2 separate regions of the Sus scrofa genome follow, and region 1 is linked to region 2. The links are chromatin contacts, called in public Hi-C maps. All regions are on one chromosome and are shown on one strand. The core of a region is the stretch at or near the end of the contact, and the rest is flanking DNA. Distances in the headings are between cores, read along the strand shown. Region 1 holds the start of LIX1 (protein limb expression 1 homolog). Region 2 holds the start of ERAP2 (endoplasmic reticulum aminopeptidase 2).

What was found. A called contact is a pair of places that touch in the nucleus more often than the background predicts.
Region 1: a contact with region 2 is called in a Hi-C map of mesenteric adipose tissue, with 2.1 times the contacts expected there. The contact joins the promoter of LIX1 here to the promoter of ERAP2 in region 2. A contact is called at or near these places in 2 of 5 promoter capture datasets (fetal liver and liver), 13 of 47 Hi-C or Micro-C datasets (embryonic fibroblasts, epiblast stem cells, fetal heart ventricle and 8 more) and 2 of 2 datasets of contacts at active chromatin or transcription factors (alveolar macrophages and skeletal muscle).

The regions. Positions count from the first base shown.
Region 1 is chr2:103,800,277-103,803,196 of Sscrofa11.1, reverse strand. It overlaps LIX1 (protein limb expression 1 homolog), which reads left to right and starts at 1,318. Exons shown (of 8, transcript XM_003123811.5): 1 at 1,318-2,920. It overlaps RIOK2 (serine/threonine-protein kinase RIO2), which reads left to right. Exons shown (of 16, transcript XM_021085153.1): 15 at 866-905; 16 at 908-1,153. The coding sequence ends at 1,029.
Region 2 is chr2:103,509,089-103,512,193 of Sscrofa11.1, reverse strand. ERAP2 (endoplasmic reticulum aminopeptidase 2) reads right to left here and starts at 1,769. Exons shown (of 17, transcript XM_021085395.1): 1 at 691-1,769. It overlaps LOC110259692 (a long non-coding RNA gene), which reads left to right. Exons shown (of 3, transcript XR_002342061.1): 1 at 1-489.

The DNA.
Region 1 (2,920 bases), core at 69-2,568, 290 kb before region 2:
TTAACTTACGTGACCCAGAGTTATAGTCCAGGAAATACATTTGATAGACTAGTTTTTCTATCCCTTTTTATCTCTCAAATCCATTACTCTTTAATTTTTACCTTGACAAAATTTTAATAAATGATTCTTTGTGCTAGCATAGGATAGGGCCTGTTAAGAAGAGACCCTTGCTTCAACAGTTTCAGCACTTCTTTCTTTAGGAGACTGGTTGGATGATGGCAAGGTTATATTACAATTAAATAACAAGCTATAGTGATTCACAGGAAAGAAAAAAGTTATTGTGAATGGACTGGTCAGATTTTTCTTCATCTTGTAAATCATGTGAGATTAGCAGCCTATGTCTTGAGTGATAAGAGAGAACTTGAATTTATGGTTATTCACCATGTGAAAACATACTGTTTCTTCCAGAAACTATATGAGGACTTTTCTATGGGTAACTGTACCATCAGGGTCATTTCTACACAAGTTATGAAGGCACTCCTGCATATGTTTTGACCAGTAGTAAATGCTTTCAAACATAATTTTCCACTACAAAGTTTGGGGTTTTAGTTGGTGAGTTGGTTGGTTTTTCCTAGTTTTACCTATAGACACTAGGTGGCACTATGATGATTTGTTATTCAAAGAATTATCAACTACATACTATATTTTGCTAAAATCTATTTGTTAGGAATTTAATTCCTCCTGTTTTTGTAACAGTTGGTGTTTTATTTTATTGATGGTTCACATAGTACTGTCAATTTTTGGAATTTTAAAATATGCTTTTAACAGAAATTTGAAAAATATTAGCAATATAAATGTTTTATTGAATGTTTATACCTTGTCAAATGTCAATAATTAGTAATACTAATTCATGAAATATTTCTAGGAATTGGTGAAACAGAAGGTGAGACGTCAGTTGACAAAACAGCAAAATCAGCTGTCAGACGTCGATTGCAGAAAGGAGAAGCAAATATATTTACCAAGCAACGGAGAGAAAACATGCAGAATATTAAATCAAGCTTGGAAGCAGCTACCTTTTGGGGAGAGTAATATTATTCAAGATCTTGACTATTTTTCATTCAGCTACTCTGATCCCTTCTTAAGCCACCTTCAGTATTTTTTGGACCAAGACAGATACATATAAATAGATAAATAAACCCTCTTTCTTGATAAATTTGACTCATTCAATATATGTCTTCTAAAGAGTAACTAGAAATTCTGCTAAAGCAATCCAACTTTCCAAGTAATTTTTATTAGGAATATTTACATATTTAAAAGAATCTTAATATCACTGTTTTTGTTTTTTGTTCTCAAACAGGTATATTGCTTTGTTTCATATACCAGCTTTTCTTCTTAGAAACAACCTTAGCCAAGTCTTAATTCTTTCTCCCTCTCTCTTCCTTCTGGCTCATCAGCTTTCTCACTGTTAACATTGGATTTATAACCACTTTGTATCACTGTTTTGTTTGTTTGTTTATTTGGCCATACCCACAGGGTGTGGCAATTCCTGGACCAGAAATCAAACCTGCACTATACCAGTGACCTGAGCCACAGTGGTGACAGTGCTGGATCCTTAACTTGCTTCACCACCAGAAAATTCCTATAATGCTGTTTTGAGGATTGCGTGAGACAATGTGCAGAAAGCACTTTATAACAATGCCTGGCACTTTAAAGTGTAACTGTTGGAATGATAATTATAATGATGTTTATCTTTCTGAAAATCTCCAAACAACTTGGTTGCAGTTTATTTAGCCACTGGAAGAATTCACTGTCATCTGTTTTATTTAGTCTCTAGTATTAAGGATAAGCCAGTCATGCCTAATTTTATTTTCTGTTATTTAAATTGATAATGTTCATGGAATAGAAACTTTAAATAGTCCCACCATGATTTTTACAGTTGCTGTTTTTACAGTTTTGTAGCCTGACAGAAGTAGAAAAGTTAGAGGTGGGGAAAGGTAAAGAGATAAGAAGTGAAAAGTTCTTTCTGGTATTTTTAGTTGAGTAGGTCTTAAATATATCTCATGTCGAAATTAGCAAATAGAGTTGATCCTTGGACAATATGAGTTTGAACTGCAAGAGTCTAGTTATATATGGATGTTTTTCAGTAAATACATACTATAGTAAGTTTTGTGTGATCTCAGGTTGCCTGAATTTGCAGATGTGGGAGGACTGACTCTAAGGTTATAGGTGGATTTTTGACTTGGGGTGAGTGTCAGTGCTCTTGAATCCCACGTTTAAGGGTCAGCTGTACTCACTGAGAGCCAGAAAGAAAGACAATACATAAGACGTGGTTTCTTCCTCAAAGACTTTATAATCCAGTGAGATGTGATTAAGTATACCTCTCTGATGATACTCCAGTCTCATCAGCATGCCCATTATTTCAGAAAAGGGTATGTCACCTGCAGTGAAAAATGGCCACTAGATGGCATTGTCACCCCATCATCACCAAATAGGACTTTCTTGAATTACTTGGATCTGTGGTTACGATTGTCCAGGAGAAATAACAAATTCTTTTCCAAGATTGATAAAGCCAGCAGATTCCCTTTCACCTTTGTAAAATTAATTCTACTGGCCATTTGCAAGACCTATCTAATAAATTCATCTTAATGGTACAGATGCAGGAAAATGTCAAATCTAATCCCTTGAAAAGTACACTAATTTTCAAAGTATTTACATAATTTTGAATTTTAGGCATGTTTATGTCTTTCAATTCAGGTATTCACTTTTTGTAATCTGTCTACCTTAAAGCATTTTAATAATATAAAATAATGTTGAAAACAGCTTAGTAGAACCATAAGATGTTGATTTTGGAATACATTTTCTCATATTCAGAGTTTCAAAAGTAAATTGGAAATGAAACTGTATAACCTCACTCTGTGCAGCTTTGTTTGGTTGACTCAGTTCACCTTTGGGTATTTATTATATAAAAAACTTTATTATT
Region 2 (3,105 bases), core at 520-3,019:
ACACAGGGGGGATTAAGTGAAATAACTCTTGTGAAGAATTTGGCACAGCACAACAATTTGCATATAGGAAGCATGTAATGAACATTTAATGTTAAATTATTAGGTGGTTCTTAAAACTCGCATTCTCTGGCCTAAATTTTGGAGTTCTGCCGTAACATGTAGCAGACACACCCAAAGGAAGGTATGTATTTTGGTGAGAGTGGAGAAAGGCTCTGATAGCTACTCATGTGGTCTTTAACTTTGGAACTGATAAGAATTTTAAAAGCTGGCTAGTACAAGTCCTTAGTGTCCAGCTAAAAAACCTGGAGGTGAGTGACTGTTGCAAACACAGAAAGCTTGATGAAGAATCAGGACTAAAATACGGCTCATTGACCCTTCCTTTACATGGCACTTTATTGCAGGGAACAAGATATCTGGGGATTGGAGACAATGAAATCTGCAACAAACATCTGGGGGAAAAAAACGAAGAGAATCTCCCAAAGAGAGTGGGTCAGTGAAACAGAAAATTTCTTAAACCCTGTCCTTAACTGCACATGCTTTCCAACACAGTAACGCCAGATTTGCCCGCCTTCCCCAGATCCTCACCTGAGATTGCAAGCGCTCCTCAATACAGAAGTTTTATACATTCAAGTCAGGTCATTATTCTCACTAAAAACAAGGATTTTAAAAGAAATTCAAGAGAAATATTACCTTAATCCATGTGGTTGCAGATTTGAACGGAGGGGAATTTATTTTTGCTTTCACTTTCTATTCTGGTAAGACTTAGAACTTTGCATAAATGTAGCTAAGAAGCAGGTTTCAGAGTAAAGGCCACACCATGGCAAGGCCGGCTAGGACTCTAGCATCTCAGAGGCTGCTATCCCTGCTGCTTTATCTTTCCTATTCCCATATTCCCAGATGCAAAGCCCTCAGACCTAGGGGGTTTTTGTTGTTGTTGTTGTTTGTTTGTTTTTTTAAATGCTGAGTTATTTTAAGACATGATCTTGAATTCCCCCCTGTGCTGTGTCCATATTACCATGCAATCTGATCTCTGTCCATCTACTTGAAAAGGAAACTCCCAGCCAGCTTCTGTGGGCTTTACCAGAGGTCATTATCCCTGGCTTTTCTCTGTAACCTCTTACCTCCTGGGCATAAAGGGGCTGTTCTCCAGCTGCATATCTCCCCATCTTTTGGGGCCTCCTCCTCCTCCTTACCACCCTGGATACAGGCCTTCCACAAAGATAAAACCTCTGTTCTCTGCTCTTTTCCCACTTTACTCTTTTCCTTGGAGAACATGTTCAAGGGCAGAGATTTCGCCTTTATCCTCATCTGTCCTGCATTTATCTCCTGATCCCTCCTTTCCGGTTTCAGCTGCTCTGGTTCCAAAAGCCTGATGGACCGTCTTCACCTGAATGTTCTACTAACAACTCAAACAATGTCTTCCTCCCCCAGGTGGGTGCTTTTTGCTTTAAGTTCATCTGCTTCAAGCCCTCCTTCATTGTCTAGGATTGGACCCTATCACTCTTTTGATTCTGCTCCACTTGGGTTTGTTACCAAGTCCTGTTGAGTCTTCCTTTTTAATCTCATTTTACCCGACTTAAAAAAAAATTTTTTTCCCCACAGTCATTAAAGCAGCCCAGATCCTCCTTACTCCTTGCAACGGCCTTCAAACAAGTCTTGCTGCTTCTCAAGACGTGCCCTTGCAGGCCACTTGTATGATGCCTGCCAGCAGGTTAATGCTTTCACCACTGCTTGGTCACGCCACCTCGCTGCTCAAAACCTCCTCCCTATGGTTTCCTCTGTTTACGCACAGAGGCAGTTCCTGTGGGGAGACCATGTGCAGCCCACTGGCTGCCTATGGGCCCCATGACCTCTTTCAAAGCCTGTCTGGCGTTTTGTTTACATCCTGTTGCATTAAAGGGCCATGCACCCATGAGTGGTGTTCTCAAGTGAAATATAGTGAGCTTGGTTCCTGCTGTCTTTAGGCCTCCTTCCTATGCTGGTTTTCATGCCTTTTCCTGCTGGGTATTATTGCTAGTTGTAGTCTATGCTTTGGTTCAGTATTCAAATGCTGCCATGATTAGATCCCTGTTAGGTCTTGGACTATTTTTTTTCCCTTTTTATATTTTATCATTTTTTCTTTCTACATTTTATGATTTCAACCTGGATGAAAAACTTAAAGTAGAAGGGGGAAAAACAAGGAGGTAGCTTACTCCTAGAAAGTGGCACAGGCCTGGATGGGGTCCCTCAGAGTGGCATTTCCTATAGTTAAAGGGGTACCATGAGGTGGGGTTACAGATGCAAACAGGTAACTGGAGGAGAGGGGACACGAAAAAGAAGAGGCACATGGGCTAAAAAACCTGGAGGTTTTTGGAAATCTATTTCTGCAGTGGGGAAGGGAGGGGTGAAGAAGCTTTGGGGGGGGTAGCTCTGTGACAAGAAATACCTCGTCATTCCATGTCACAAGACCCATGTCTGTGTGTTCTCAGAACTCTCCCCTGCCCGTGAGAACAGAAGTGGTGACAGAGGATGAAGAAATGGGGCCATCAGGAAGTGGAGTAGGGTCTGGGTGACTGCAAAATTCACTGTTTAAAACTATGTCTTGGACTTCCCTTAGAGGTTAAGGATTCAGTGTTGTCACTGCTGTGGCTTGGTTCAATCCCTGGCCTGGGGAACTTCCTACATGCCACAGGGGCGGCTAAAAAACATTTCTTTTTCTTACTATAAGAGGTTTCTAATCTTTTTATTTCCTGATAAGAGAGCAAGCTTTGGGATGCTTGCTGCTTAGGGAATTCACATGTCCCTTCATCCTCGTCTTCTCTGTCTCTTGCTCAGAGACTCTCCTTCAATGCGCTCCTACCACCACCCAGTCTATCCCTGTAGTCTGCTTTTGTTTTCTCAGCATTTACTGGTTCCTGGTGGTTTGATACATTTTTTTTTTTTGGTCTTTTTTTTTAGGGCCACACTCACAGCATATGGAGGTTCCCAGGCTAGGGATCAAATCGGAGCTGTAGCTGTTGGCCTACGGCCACAGCAATGCCAGATCTGAGCCTCATCTGTGACCTACACCATAGCTCATGGCAAAGCTGGATCCTTAATCCACTGAGCAAGACCAGGGATCGAACC